Linked DNA regions of Mus musculus: regions 1, 2 and 3 are each linked to region 4. The links are chromatin contacts, called in public Hi-C maps. All regions are on one chromosome and are shown on one strand. The core of a region is the stretch at or near the end of the contact, and the rest is flanking DNA. Distances in the headings are between cores, read along the strand shown.

The links. Hi-C and Micro-C count contacts between places; a contact is called where the count stands out from the background.
Region 1: a contact with region 4 is called in a Hi-C map of bone marrow-derived macrophages, with 18 read pairs. The contact joins two enhancer-like sites. A contact is called at or near these places in 2 of 484 Hi-C or Micro-C datasets (CD8 T cells and bone marrow-derived macrophages), 1 of 115 datasets of contacts at active chromatin or transcription factors (epiblast stem cells) and 1 of 9 other capture datasets (embryonic stem cells).
Region 2: a contact with region 4 is called in a Hi-C map of bone marrow-derived macrophages, with 19 read pairs. The contact joins two enhancer-like sites. A contact is called at or near these places in 2 of 484 Hi-C or Micro-C datasets (bone marrow-derived macrophages and nephron progenitors) and 1 of 9 other capture datasets (embryonic stem cells).
Region 3: a Hi-C map of bone marrow-derived macrophages shows a contact between it and region 4, with 16 read pairs. The contact joins two enhancer-like sites. A contact is called at or near these places in 1 of 484 Hi-C or Micro-C datasets (bone marrow-derived macrophages) and 2 of 115 datasets of contacts at active chromatin or transcription factors (epiblast stem cells and stem cell-derived neural progenitor cells).

What each region holds. Positions count from the first base shown.
Region 1 is chr2:127,982,056-127,985,690 of GRCm38.p6, reverse strand. The region is part of intron 11 of Acoxl (acyl-Coenzyme A oxidase-like); the gene reads right to left. Among named protein-coding and RNA genes, the nearest start is that of Acoxl, 130 kb to the right of the region's middle. Within about 2 kb of position 2,225, at least 2 of the 459 cell types and tissues checked have an H3K27ac peak or open chromatin away from gene starts, as enhancers often do. A contact at or near this core is called in bone marrow-derived macrophages, where this site is marked.
Region 2 is chr2:128,007,580-128,011,130 of GRCm38.p6, reverse strand. Acoxl (acyl-Coenzyme A oxidase-like) reads right to left here. Exons shown (of 18, transcript NM_028765.3): 12 at 965-1,054. Among named protein-coding and RNA genes, the nearest start is that of Bcl2l11, 120 kb to the left of the region's middle. Within about 2 kb of position 2,225, at least 89 of the 459 cell types and tissues checked have an H3K27ac peak or open chromatin away from gene starts, as enhancers often do. A contact at or near this core is called in bone marrow-derived macrophages, where this site is marked.
Region 3 is chr2:127,959,998-127,963,698 of GRCm38.p6, reverse strand. The region is part of intron 9 of Acoxl (acyl-Coenzyme A oxidase-like); the gene reads right to left. Among named protein-coding and RNA genes, the nearest start is that of Acoxl, 110 kb to the right of the region's middle. Within about 2 kb of position 1,413, at least 52 of the 459 cell types and tissues checked have an H3K27ac peak or open chromatin away from gene starts, as enhancers often do. A contact at or near this core is called in bone marrow-derived macrophages, where this site is marked.
Region 4 is chr2:128,551,901-128,555,804 of GRCm38.p6, reverse strand. No RefSeq gene overlaps it. Among named protein-coding and RNA genes, the nearest start is that of Gm39928, 4.1 kb to the right of the region's middle. Within about 2 kb of position 2,519, at least 26 of the 459 cell types and tissues checked have an H3K27ac peak or open chromatin away from gene starts, as enhancers often do. A contact at or near this core is called in bone marrow-derived macrophages, where this site is marked.

The DNA.
Region 1 (3,635 bases), core at 976-3,475, 570 kb after region 4:
CACTGCAGCTTCCTGGACTCTGTGTTGAAACCCCAGCTACCTAGAGTAAGACTCTGGGATTTGACCAGTGAGCCTGGCTATGCTCTGCAAACAGCAAGCTGTGACACACCAGCAGGTCCTGAAGTCCAGGTAATGCATGGTGGTCTGCTTTTCTTAAAATGAAAGGAAATTACCAGAACACATCAGGATGGGAAGGCCAGTGTTATTACATGAAAATTTCTATTTTTTTTCCACTTTTCATGTATGTATATATGTATGGAATTTCTGGATTATAATGAAAATTCTATTGTGTGTGTGTGGGGGGGGGTCATGATCAAGAGAACTTGAAAGCCACTGGTCTAGAAACTATTAGGCCTTGGTTTTGATTGCTGATAGAAGAAGAAATATGTATAACCTTTGTTCACAGTGTCAGTATTATTTAAATATGTATTCCCCCAAAAGCAGAATATGCACACAAATTAGCACCAAAGTTAGGTATTAGAATATTTTTATAATAGATTGTTATATAACTGAAGGTTGGCATTTTAGTTAGTATTTCCATTGCTGCGAAGGGACCAACATGACCAAGACAACTCTGATAATGGACAACATTTACTTGGGGCTGGCTTACAGTTTCAGAGGTTCAGTCCATTTTCACCATGGCAGGAATCAGGCAAACATGGTGCTGGAGCAAGAGCTGAGAATTCTGCATCTGGATCTGAAGGCCCCGAGGAGAAGACTAGCTCTTCTACATGGGGCAGAGCTTGAGCTGTAGGAGCCCTCAAAGCCCGCCTCCACAGTGACATACTTCCTCTGACATGGACACACCTCCTAATAGTAGCACTTCCCATGGGCCAAACATCTTCAAACCACCATAGTTGGTTAGTTAAATTATGTTACACATACATCATAAATGTTACCAGACACTAACACTGCTGCATACGTGAAATCTGAAGTATTGTCCTTACTGCCTCAGGGGCAAGAACTTATAAAACTTTAAACACACCAGTGCATAGAAAGAATGTGGCTTAGAAACGTGTCATTGCTTAGAAGCACAGGTGTAGCATCTATTTCCTTCCTTCTCTGTGCTTTTCTTATTTTCAAAAAACATCTACAGTGGGTATATACAGAAAGGATGCATTGCTTTTGCAATTGGGAAAAGAAACATAATGCATGTGGTTTTAAAATTGCTTCACTGAAGGGGGTGGGGATCCATCCCATATACAGTCACCAAACCCATACCCCTATAGTGGATACCAACAAGTGCTTGCTGTCAGGAGCCTGATATAGCTGTCTCCTGAGAGGCTCCACCAGTGCCTGACAAATATAGAGATGGATGCTCTCAGCCAACCATTGGATTGAGCACAGGGTCCCCAATGGTGGAGCTAGAGAAAGGAACCAAGGAGCTGAAGGGGTTTTCCCCATAGGAAGAACAACAATATGAACCAATCAGATTCCCCCAGAGCTCCCAGGGACCAAACCACCAACCAAAGAGAACACATGAAGGGACCTATGGCTCTAGCCGCATATGTAGCAGAGGATGGCCTGTGGAGCATCAATGGGAGAAGAGACCCTTGGTCCTGTGCCAGCTCAATGCCCCAGTGTAGGGGAATGCCAGGATCAGGAAGTGGGAGTGGGTGGGTTGGTGAGCAGGGGGAGGGGGAGGAAAGGATAAGGGTTTTTTGGAGGGGAAACAAGGAAATGGGATAACATTTGAAATGTAAATAAAGAAAAAATATATAAAAAAAATTGTTGGGGCTGGTGAGATGGCTCAGCGTGTAAAAGCACCCAACTGCTCTTCTGAAGGTCCTGAGTTCAAATCCCAGCAACCACATGGTGGCTCACAACCATCCATAAGGAGATCTGACTCCCTCTTCTGGAATGTCTGAAGACAGCTACAGTGTACCTACATATAATAAATAAATAAATCTTTAAAAAAAATTGTTTCACTGAGGAAATAACATGCCCTCCCTAGATAACACTCATGCTGAGTACTAGTGCCAGACATGAAAGCCAGAAGTTAAGAGGAGTGCCTCAAAGGTTAGGAGGATTGCTGGTGATAAGAGAGAAGCAGCAAAGATTATTGCCAGAACGGTTCCTATCTTAGCACACTATGTAATTTTTCAAGTTTCCTGCTCCCATACTAGACATGACATCACATTTGTCATCCCCTCAAAGGAGCTGCCAGTGGGGCACTCGTGCTTTGGATATGACTGACATACGGCCAAGGCTGGCAACTTCTCCATAAAAAGTCATGATGACTCAGTCAGTAAATGTCTGCTGTCCAAGCATGAGAACCTAACTTTAGATCCCCATCACCCATGCAGAAAGCTGCGGGTGGTGAATGCCCCTGTGATTCCAGCCCTGGAGAGGCAAGTAGATTTCTGGAGTTTACTGACCAGCCTGTCTACCAAATCAGTGATCTCCATATTCAGAGAAAGACCTAGTCTCCAGAAATAAGGTGGGACAAACGTGGGTGGCAGGACATAGAGAAATGAAGCTGGAACTTAACTGGAAGCCCCCTTTCTCCTGGCTAGCATGCCTCCTGCTGGCTAGAAGGTGCTAGAAGCTGCCAGAGGAGAAAAGTTGAAGCCATAATTCCAACCCGCCATGCCAAGTGCAATCCCTGGAACAATAGGGGCATGACTGTTACAGGAGTAAATGACAGATACCTGAATAGACTTAAGGCCAAAGAAGAGAATTCATGATTGGTACTTTAAACCTGTTTAGAAAGTCATGGCTAGAAGGTCATAGGCCCTGGGGTGGGGACGGGAGGACTCACTGCTGCTGTTTTCATAAGTTGACATCACATAATACTATCTTCTAAATATTTACATTTATATGCATAGATATATACCACCCTAAGCCTGGATCAGAGAAGCTTCTCTTTGCAGTGAAAGAGATACATGGCTGTTCTAGCTATGACTGATGAGCATGCAGCCCTAAATATTTATATCATGTATCCAGGCTCAGGGATTATCCAGAAGAGGTGGGAGAAAGAGTATAAGAGCCAAATGTTGGAGAGAAGAGCTACAAAACACTGTTTTCTGAGTGTGACAGAGAATTCATGAACGCACCGCAGCAGAGATCCCCTGCACTGGGCCTGAACAAAGCTGGGTTTTTTAGCAGTCATCCATGGATGGGAAGGACTCAGAGGGTCTCCCCCTCCCTGGGGAAACTATTGGCTGTTGATGGGTGTTGGGGAAGAAGAAATCATGGCCTTCAGTTGTATACCTTCTGGGCTCTAAAGGATAGTTCTGCAACCACAGTTTTACAGGTAGCCTTGCTTAAACTCAGTGGGTCACAAAACAAAACAAAAGATACAAAGGTAGAAAAGGGGTTTGTAGGAAAGAGGCAGAATGGACAGTAATGGACGGGAGACAGAAGACAGCAAGGGTAAGAATAATTAGATGTATCATAGCCATCAAAAGTGTCAAAAGGAAATTTAACTCATTAACAAAAGGTGATTGAGGAAGGCAGCCAACATCAACCACTGGCTTCTACATGCACACACACGAACAAGCACACACACTCCAAAATCCTTTAATTGTCTGAAGTAAAATAACGCACAGAAAGGTGAAAGGGGACAAGTTTTATGAATCAATCTCAAGTTCTAAGAATGAGAGAAAATAGATACACAGGACACCCACTCACTC
Region 2 (3,551 bases), core at 976-3,475, 540 kb after region 4:
ATGCCTGAGGTTGATGTCAAGTGTCTTTCATTATTGCTCTTCACTGTCTATATTGAGGCAGGTTCTTTCACTGAACCCAGAGCTTTCCCTTTTGTCTAGTTTGGCCAGCCTGCTTGTCCCATGGAAGTCAGATCTGTCTCCCGTGTGCTGGGACTACAGGCAGCTGTCACAACTGCCCAGCTTTTTATATGGATTCCGAGGCTCTAAACCTGAGTGACCACAGCTGTGTAGCAAGCACTTTATGCCCTGAGTCGTCCAGCCTCTGTTATTCTCTTAAAAACACAACAATTATATCTTGTGTGCAATTTCATATCATTTTACTTACCATACGTTTTACATTTCTGTTAGAAGCAGAACTGCTTGCAAGTACAATTTTAAAGGTGATATATAATTCCCCACTGAGTGGTCAGAGTACGATTTACATAATCATTTTGCTATTGATACTTATTGCTATAATAAATTATGTAGTGGTGAGAATGTATTGCTTCAGTGTTTTTTATTCCATATTTATGATTATTAGGGTAGAGTCCTGGGGTAGAATTACACATAGTCCTATAGCAACATGCAAACCCTCTTCTACTTTCGCCAACAATGAGTCCCAATTTGTCCTAATATGCATTTCTGTGTTGACTGGCCACCCCATACTTTGGAGTTTAGCATTCTGTTTTTCACGTTTTATCTTCAGGGCCTGAATACTCTATTGGAATAGCTTTGCTAGTATAAAAATCTGACTTAGTACATGCTAGTGGTTTTCTAAAACTACAAAGACATATTTAAACATCAAAGATGACCTAAAAGACAAATACCCCAATCCCCTGTTCAACTGCCTAACAGGAAAACACCTGCCAATTAAATGAAGGTATCAGATAAAGATAAAATGTACAAAACACTTCAGATTTTTTGGATAATTCTTGGTCTTGAAAAGTGTGCTGTTTAAAATGAATAACTGTGTCCTAACCCTTACCTGAAGCATGACCACATTGTCACCTTCAAAGGTTACAAACACATCTGTGTCACATTTCAGGTCTGAGATTCTGGTTTCCATCATGTAACCCTGTTGCAGAGGAAGAGGAGGAGAGAAGGGAGAGAAAGAAGAAAAAAGTGTTTTAATTTGCAATGACATCATTACATGGGAAAATTAGTTCCCTTAAAATTAAAAGCACAGATCATTGAAGAGGAAAAAAGTAACAATGTATCTCTTACTCAGAATAATTTCAATATATCACATTATATCATATTATCAATATATCACATTAGCTTTGAGGTCACACATACAATTTTGGGTATTGTCTTCATTGTTGATAAAACATTGACAAATGGTTATTTCATTTTTAACCAAAAGATTTCAACTAATCACACCAATATGCTTTGTTTTCAAACTCTTCAGAATTCTACTAGTGGCTTACTCCTGCAAGAGAACAATGCCTCCCTCCACCCTGAACCACCCCCCCCCCCAAACGCTGAAGAGTACTGGAAGGCAGGTTAAAAATTCTACATTGACCAACTGCTCTGCTCTGTCAACTCACACTTTCTAGCTTCCTCCTCCTGTCTTTCCCTGCCTCCTTCCTTCTCTTCCTTTCCCTCCTCTCCTCCCTTCCCTTCCTCCTCTTCCTCCACTTCCTCTTCCTCTTTTTCACTTCTTAAAATCCTATTTCTAAGGTAGCAATTCACAGTTACCTAAGTGCTGTCAGTCTCCTCCCATAAAGAACTGGCCCTGGAGCACGTAGGTTCAGGTCCAGGCCAACGTGAGTGGAGTGTGGCATATCTCTGGCCTGGGAACTTTTCTCCTGCCAAGGCCTCTCTGCCGCTCCTCTGTCCTGCTTCCCTTTTTCATCTGGTTTGTTTCCTTTCTCACATTTCTCATTTCCTCTTTTTTTTTTTTTTTAAATTTCAGATTTCTGGCTTATCTGGATTCCCCCTTATTTATCTTACATCCTCACTTCCCCTTTCCCATCCTCCATACTGGCCATACCCACCGTACAGGATAACCCCCTTTCTCATTTCTCAGTTCTCACTTCCCTTTTCCCATGGCTCACACCTGGCTTCCTTGCCTCCCCCATAGCTTTAACATTTCTCACTTCCCGTCTCCCACCCACCGCACCCGCCCTAAGCGATGTACCAAATTTCCCCTCAGTTCTCACTTCCCTTTTCCCACCCGCTGTACCCTGAGTGTCCGCTGTACCGGATCACCCCTCTCTCAGTTCTCACTTCTCACTTCCCTTTTCCCACCCGCTGTACCCTCTGTATCCGCTGTACTCTGAGTGTCCACTGTACCGGATCTCCCCCTCTCTCAGTTCTCACTTCCCTTTTCCCATGGCTCACACCCAGATTTCTCTTCACCCTCAGACGCTTTACATTTCTCACTTCCTTTTTTGTATAAGTCAAAATTCCCACTTGTCTGGGTTCCCCTATCTGTTCATTTACTTTACAACGCCCCAGCACACACACACTCTTGTATCGTTTCCTCTTCCCCTTTATTTCAAGAGTCTTGTTTCCTGTTTTTCTCCTTTTCTCACCTCTCTTATTTGATTCCTCCCTTTCCTTTCTTACTTCCTTTTTTTTTCTTTTTTTTAATTTCAATTTCCTTCCTTTTAAAATTTGTTTGGTGTGTGTGTGTGTGTGTGTGTGTGTGTGTGTGTGTGTATACACCACAGCAGGTGTCCACAGAAGCCAGAAGAGACTAGATCCCATGGAGCTGGAGTTGCAGGCAGCTGTGAGGCACCCAACATGGGTGCTGAGAACCGGAGCTGTACCCTCTTCAAGAACAATGTGCTGAACAGTGAGCCACCACCCCAGCCCTAAAAACATTAACCAAACCAAACAACTCCCTACCCTCAGTGGGACTTCATTCTTTCTTTCTTAAAAATGCATTTACTTTTATTTTATGTATATGACTGCTTAGCCTGAATGTCCCCATGTGCACCATATGCATGCCTGGTACCAAGGGAAGCCAGAAGAGGGCATTGGATCCCCTTGAACTGGAGTTACAGGCAGTTATAAGCCACCATGTGAGTTCTGGGAACCAAATTCCAGTCCTCTACAAGAGCAGCAAATGCTCTTAACCACTGTGCCATCCCTCCAGTCCTTTAAACACACTTCTAAAATTGGCAGATAGCATATGATTTTATCATGTACAACTTATTCTTAAGTATATACACACAGAGATACAACAATGCTAATTAACAAACACACCACCTCACGTGGTTATTACTCCCATGGTAAAACCATATAACACCCACACTCTTTACATTTTTGAAGAATACAATGTATCATTATTAACTAATCTCTTAAAAATTCACTTCCTTTTTCTAGCTCTAATTCTATACCTTTAACCAATGTTGTGGTTCAGTACGTCAGCAGGCTCTTGGTCTGTGGGTTTGGCTGGGGAGAGGGGGCCTTCTACAAGGATTTCAGTGTTACAGCTCTTTTAGACAGAATTTATTGAAATGGCTTGCACATATATTTTACTTGGGGTGAATAAGGGCTATATAAACCTTGGAGAGTGGGAAGGGATTTTCAGGGTGAGTATGCATTTCCTGAGGGTTAAGGTA
Region 3 (3,701 bases), core at 164-2,663, 590 kb after region 4:
TTGGGACCCCAAGTGCCAGAGCCATGGTATACCTGCCAAGGAAACCTGTTAACAGGACGTGGAACCAGACTGAGAAAAAGAAATGTGTTGCTGTCAACAAAGCTGAAAGGAGTTGGAGATCTGATGCAGAGGCTGGAGTTTGTCCAGCTGGTTTTGGTCTTGCTTTGGTCCAGAAGTTCCCTACTATGCTCTCTTCCATATCTTTTGAAACAGTAATGTATATCCTGTGCTATTATATGTTGGAAGTATGTGATCTGGTAAAGTGTGCAATTTTGATTTTAAAGGATTACAGTTAAGAGATTGCATGAATCTCAGAAGAGGCTTTGAACTTTGGAGTTTTAAACATTGTTGAGACTGTGATAGGCTATGGGAACTTTTGAAGATGGACTAAATGCATTTTGCATTATGTTATGGCTACAAGCTTATGGGGGCTAGAAGCTGGAATGGTAGTTTGAATAGTGTGGTTCTTTAAATGTAATTGGCCCCCATAGGCCCATAGGGAGTGGGTACTATTAGGAGGCATGGCCTTGTTGGAGTAAGTGTGGTATTCCTGGAGGAAGTGTGTCACTGTTGGGGTGAGCTTTAAGGTCTCCTATGCTCAAGCTATGCCCAGTGTGGCTCACAGTCTCTCTCTGCTGCCTTCACATCAAAATGTAGAACTCTCAGCTCCCTGCAGCACCATGCCTGCCCGCATGCTGCCGTGTTTCCGGCCATGCCAATAATGGACTGGATCTCTGAAACTGTAGGCCAGCACCAATTAAATGTTTGCCTTTATTCAAGTTGCTATGTTCATGGTGTCTCTACAAAGACCCAAACTAAGACAAATTGGCAAGGTCCCCATCAACTCATGTGTTTGCATGGTTAGCTCATAGGGAGTGACACTATCAGGAGGTGTGGCCTTGTCGGAGTAGGTCTTGCCTTGAAGGAAGTATGTTACTGTGAGAGTGGGCTTTGAGATTTCCTATGCTCAAGCTACACTCAGTGTGGAAGACAGTATCCTGCTGCTGCCTGTGGATCAAGATGCAGAATTCTCAGCTCCTCTAGCACCGTGTCTGCCTGCACACTGCCATGCTTCCTGCCATGATAATGGACTAAACCTCTGAAACTATCAGCCAGCCTCAATTAATTTTTTTTAATAAGAGTTGCATGGTCATGATGTCACAGCAATAAAACCCTAACTAAGACACATCCCCCTCCCCAACTGAGACTTTTCTGATATTTCTCCCTCTCTCTAACATATCCCTTCCAAAACCCAAACAGAAACAAACCAATAAAAGCAAAGTTGCTTCTCCCTAGAATGCCCTCAGTAATCTTCCTGTGATCCCTCCAGTGCCAATGTCTCTCCCTTGCAGCCTGACACTGCATGTGTCTCTACTAACTGACTGCTCCTGATGCTTCTCCACTGGAGCCTTGCTTGATCCTGGAGTGTTTGCCCCGCCTCCCAGGGTGAGCTCATTCCTAAAGATAGCAAATGATGTCCCCATGACAACATCTTCCAAATGCAAGCTAACAAATTCAGAGGCCCCAATACCTCCTTCACGAGGCTATCACAATGTAGGCCACTGTTACCCTGCACAGGTCACCCCAGGTGACACCAAGGTAGTGTCAGACCAAGGAGAGCCCCCTGCCAATATCAGAAGCCTCCCAAAGCATCCAACGAGTCATTCCTAATCTGCTTAGCCTGCTTAGCCTGCTTAGTCCATGCTTTCTGCTGGCACCCTCTACCTCCCGACTGATGCTAGTGTTTTGTGTTGTTTTTCTGGAATGTCTGCTTATTAATAGTTGTTACAGAGAAATAACTTTGACAAGGGAACATGGGTAGTCAGTTAGGATAGAAATTAATGAGAAGAATGAGAGAGGAGAAGAGAGGAACCCACCTCATGCCAACAGCCATACCCTGACTTTCTTCTATGAGAACAGAAAAAAAAAAAAACCCCAAATCAGTGGATGAGCAGAAAGCAGGGTCCACAACTCCTTCCCTCTGGCCTCAGATGCTGACAGTCCCAAAGCACCAAAAGGGAGTTTCCACTGGCTTCTGACCTGTCTGATGTTCTATCTGGCTGTAGAGGTGGGAAATGTGACAATAAAGATTAATGGCTTTTGTGCTCAGAGATGCTACCAGAGGTCAGCCCTAAGACTGCCACCATTATCCCCAAGCTTGTTGTCTGGCTGCAAGAGAGGCAGCAGAGACAGGGGATATCAAGACACTGGTCAGAGAAGTCATAGCCCACATGGCAACCTTGACTGGCTATTCTGCACTCAGCATCATGTTTATGGACCCAGTCGGGCACACTGAAGGCTCCTTCCCTGGTTGCCAGCATCCTGGCATGCTGCCCTGAACACAGCTCACAGGGCTGTAATCCCTGCAGCTGGCCAGCAATTACTGCCTGCCAGACGTTTTTATTGTTCCAGAATATGATCTATATGGACACAATATTCTTCCTGTCTTTCCTCCACTGGGTTACTATTTTTTGTTAAAAATACATGTAAAGGGTATATTTTTCTCTATAAAAACAATTCTCATTTCAGCACTCCCTCCAAAGAAAAAGAATCCAAGTCACTTAGCTTTCTCATGATCTTTAAAAAAAAAACAAAAACAAAGAGCCGAGTATGTATGCACGCTGATATCCACGTGAAAATCAATCCAGGGCTCAGAGAGAACTGCGAATGATGCCATTTAAGATTATAGATCTGAAACGCTATTTCTGGGCTCTGGCAACAACTAAGGAATAGAGGAAACATTTATTTTTGGTTGTTGTATTTCATCCCCACTCAATTGTGAACACGGCCGCTTGAAGCAACATTCGCAGAAAGTGACACGGCTATTAATCACCAAGGCAGCTTCTGCAGGCGCAGCCTCTTGGGGGGGACTACACTGCCTGCCTTCTCTACTCTCCCTCTGGTCTCTTCTCCCAAAGGAGGCCAGTGACCTACTAAAAAGATAATTGCTTCCCATGTTTCCTGCTCCGAAGCATCATTGCATCAGTCTGCTGTGAATGACATCCAGTCACCCTGAAGGAGAAAATCCTATGTGGCTGAGCCTCTGTCCTTGACTCTGAGATATCTTGGAGTATAAGCTCAGGGTGCTAGGTAGTTCACAGGCATTTCTGCAGCCAGAAGGGAGAAGAGAAACTTGCCTCCTTCAGGGTTGAGGTGCTTGACCTCTGCAGACAGAAGCTGGGGCCCAGACACACTCCCATGTCCACTGAGAATTGTTAATAATTCAATTTCAGGTTACAGTCAAGGGATCAGGTGAGAGCCCTCAGTGGGACACATACATCCCATTCCCATATGACTTCACAGAGATAGCCCAACCGCTCAGAGAGCCTTCAGTCCAACCCTTTCTGTTTCTCCTCTTTTGGGGGAACACTCCTAGATTTAAGACTTAGAGTGCAAATATTTTATAAAACAAAGCATGCATGTGTGTATGCATACTTGTATGTGGTATATGCGTGTGTGCAGCACACATGTATAGGTATGCTTGCCCATGTGTATGCATGTAGAGGCCAGAGGCAGGCATCAGGTCCTCTGTTTTCAACTTATGTTTTGAGACAAGTTTTCTCACTTAACCAGAGCTGGGTGCTGTGCTCAGGCTGAATAGCCACAAGCCCTTGGGCTCTGCCTAATTCTATGCCCCCAGAACTGGAGTTACACATATATACCACCTATATACCACCATGCCTGGCGAAAGGTGGCTTCTG
Region 4 (3,904 bases), core at 1,270-3,769:
CTTGTATGACAAGCACTTTATTCAGTGAGCCACCTGCCCCCAGTCCTATTGTCCACTCTTAATTGACCTCACTTGCACAAAACTATTTTTTATGTTCTAGAGAAGCAGTTCAGAAGATATTTTTCTGTAAAGGAAAAGCAGCCATCTGGAATGAAAGAAACTCAGAAATCCTTAGCGGCGTCTTGGGACGCTTTTGATGTTTTTCCTATTTATTTTTAGATGTTTGCTCCTGTGGTGTTTTTCTGTGTTTTTGACCATGTATTGTCTTACTCACATGTACTCCAATTTAAAACAATGAGGTCCTTAGATCGACACTGGGCCATCCTGAATTGCATGCAGAGGTCCTCTTGAAGTGCTTTTATACTTCTTGGATGCTGGCAGATGCCTCATAGGTGAGTTCTGTCAGAGGACTGGCCACTCTTGATGTAGTCAGAACGAAATAAGCACTGGACATCAGAATCCATCCTCTAAGGACTCGTCTGTTCTTCAGCATCAAACATGGCTTGTCTTGCTCTGCAGGCGTCTGCAAACTGCCTGCGGCCTTCTTCCAGCTCCCGTATTCTGCCTGGAGCAATCGGGTAATTAATTCCTAAGACGATAGCAAGGGGATAATGGAGGCGAAGGCAACAAGATCTGAGCAGTTCCGGAACACAGATCTGGGGGTACAGTCAGCACCCTCTTCTTCACTGCTCTGACAACAATGGGGTAGCCTTGTCATTGGCCCCCCCCCCCCGCCCTGGTCCTGTCATCCTGGGTTCAGCCTCCCTTGGCTTCTCTTCTACCTGCTTGACACCCCTTCCTCTGGACAGCGGGGGTTAGAGTCAGCTGGGATTCTCTTAGAACAGCTGGGTAGTGGGAAAACACACCTGCGGCGTACACATGCCTTTGCACATCTATGCAGACTTTCATGTGGCCCCTGGAAAGACTTACTTTCGCTTGAATACTTAAAGAATTTAGAAAAGAAATCAGAAGTATGAATATAAAATATAGTTAGCAGCAGGCTAGTGTATGCTCTATGGAGGAGGGTGCCATTGAGAGCCTGACTCTGACATCCAAGATGGCCCTTGTACCAAAAACTGCTGAGAGCAAGCTCACAGCTGGCAACAGGTTCATGCTCTCTGTGCACTGTGACTGCAGCGTCTCATTTCCCTCTCCTGGAGAGCCAGAAGGGAGCCATAACTTAATGGCCTTTCTCTTTCCCCTAACACTCATGTACCAAACCAGAGATGGCTGCTCTGAGAACCCAGCAAGAGTGTCACACCCACCAATGAAAATGCATGGGCTACAGAACCTGAAAAGGGCCTGTGAACCTGGGCCAAGAAGAGCCTGTATCTTGGAGAAGGGCCTGTCTCCTGCCATCTACACTTCTTCCTTAGAGACTTGCAGCTATGACTCTTTAGCAGGAGTCACCAGGGTTGCCAACTCTCAGGGTGTAAGTGGGAACAACGCCAGCCTTGAAAGATGGCTGGGTCACCCATGGAAGGAGTTACAGAGACAAAGTTTGGAGCTGAGACAAAAGGATGGTCCATCTAGAGACTGCCATATCCAGGGATCCATCCCATAATTAGCCTCCAAGCGATGACACCATTGCATACACTAGCAAGCCTTTGTTGCAAGGACGGTGATATAGCTGTCCCTTGTGAGACTAGGCCGGGGCCTAGCAAACACAGAAGTGGATGCTCACAGTCAACTATTGGATGGATCACAGGGCCCCCAATGGAGGAGTTAGAGAAAGTACCCAAGGAGCTAAAGGGAACTGCAACCCTATAGGTGGAACAACATTATGAACTAACCAGTACCCCAGAGCTCTTGACTCTAGCTGCATATGTATCAAAAGATGACCTAGTCGGCCATCACTGGAAAGAGAGGCCCATTGGTCAGGCAATCGTTATATACCCCAGTACAGGGGAATGCCAGGGCCAAAAAATGGGAATGGGTGGGTAGGGGAGTGGGGGGGGGGGACTTTTGGGATAGCATTGGAAATGTAATTGAAGAAAATACGTAATAAAAAAAAAAAAAAGAAAAAAGAAAAAGAAAGATGGCTGGGGCCACAGGAGACAGCTGCTAGCAGGTCTTCGTGAGACTGCCTAGTCACGGGCTATACAGGTTAAAAACAGAGATGGGGGGCCAGGACACCCTGGTTTTTAACATATACTTGTTGCTTTGGCCCCATCTTCCAAACCTAAGTAGCATCTAGCCTTCTGTACTATGGGCAAGTTGAGGCCAGACAGTGGGAAATAGTGTGTCCTACCCTTGCCATCCCATGGCCTACCTTCCCCCAAGCAGCTGTCGCATGGCTGGAAAATTGTTGATTCTTGCCTTTCACCAAACCTGCATGAGGCTTGGTTGGCATGTTGGCAGAGAGAGCCTACAAATGCTCCTAGTATGCATGGCCCAGCCACATCTCCCGCATTTTAGAATGAATAAACCTCTTGTTGAGATGCCACCCTAGCTTGGATCACTCTGTGCTAAGCCCAGGGATCTGACCCTTGTGGAATTCCCCGGATGTTAGGGTGTGGCAGTCTCCTGAGACATTTCAGGACAATGGGGTTGTGAAAAGTTCCGAAAAAGCTGCCAACACTCAGATTCTAGCTCTGACCATGATTGAAGTTCTAAAGCTCTCTGAAGCTAGGGTTCCTCAGGAGGGATAACAATAGGAAGCAAGTTACCAGGTTGCTGGGTATGAGATGAATTCATTCTTACAGAATTAGCTCAGCACCAGACGGGCTCAGGAGTCATTCACATCCCTGGATAGGGCGTAGCCTTGACCTACTTCTCCTTCTCAGAGGGAAGCAGGCTTAGTGGGCCCCTTCTCCTTGTTGGTTACACAGAGATTTCCTTTAAATCCTTTAAGTGCAGTGTTTACTATGAGGGAACTGATTTGGATCAGTTGCTGGACTTCACAAACACATCGATGATAGATGTGTCTGTCTGTTGAGCAAGAACTTCTGGGGTGGGGCCTCCACTGGCTGGTTCTATATGGGGGTCAGATATTTCAGAGTCCTAAATGAAGCCAGCTTGTGCCCAGTGTAGTTACCTTTCTTACTGCTCTGGCAAAATACCTGACAAGGCAGTTTTGGGAGTGAAGCATTTATTGTGGTTCATGGTTTAATAAGGGACACAGTCCATCAACAGGAATCTGAGGAGACACACCACACTGTCTTGGCAGCCCTGTAGCAGAGAGTAGTCAGGAAGTGAGTGGGTCCCCCCACCAGTGAATCACTTCCTCCAGGAAGGCTCTACCTCCTAGGCTCTACAACCTTCCTCCGGAACAATGCTACCAGCTGGGGATCAAGTGTTCAAACACTTGAACCTGTGTGGGACATTTTGAGTTCAAGCCGTAATGGGCTCCTTCTGAGTTAAAGCTTGCCTGAGCTGGGCAATGCAGCCCTGCCAGTGGATGAGTGGTGGTTAGGACTCGCCTAAGGGTTCTTGTGACCTGGCCCAGCACCTCCTACCTGGGATGGGACCCTCCCCCGCCTCCTGCTTTGAACATTCTCCTTAAGTGCTGGGCTGGGGTGAGGATTTACTCACGTGCCCTGTCCTGTTCCCTCTCCCATGTGCTGACTCACCTGTGGTTTCAGTTCCCAGAACCTCTTGTGCTGTGTTTTGGTTGCGGGAGTCATGTGTGCACCTTGCCTCTTCCCACGGCTGAGGCTGAGCCCGAGCCTGGCCTTACTCCTGTTACCACATCCAGACCTTCCCAGAAAACATTGCAAGCATACACCATGCAATTTTCTAACTCGTGAGAAAAGAAGTAGAGAGTGACGTGCCATGCCGTCCATTTTTAGTTCAACAAAAATGACATACCCAAACCAACTTCTTGCTTAGCTTACCTTCTAGAAACGTTCAGAAACCTTGAGATCCACTGGTAGCATCCATCTCTAGCCTCTGCCCTGCAAGC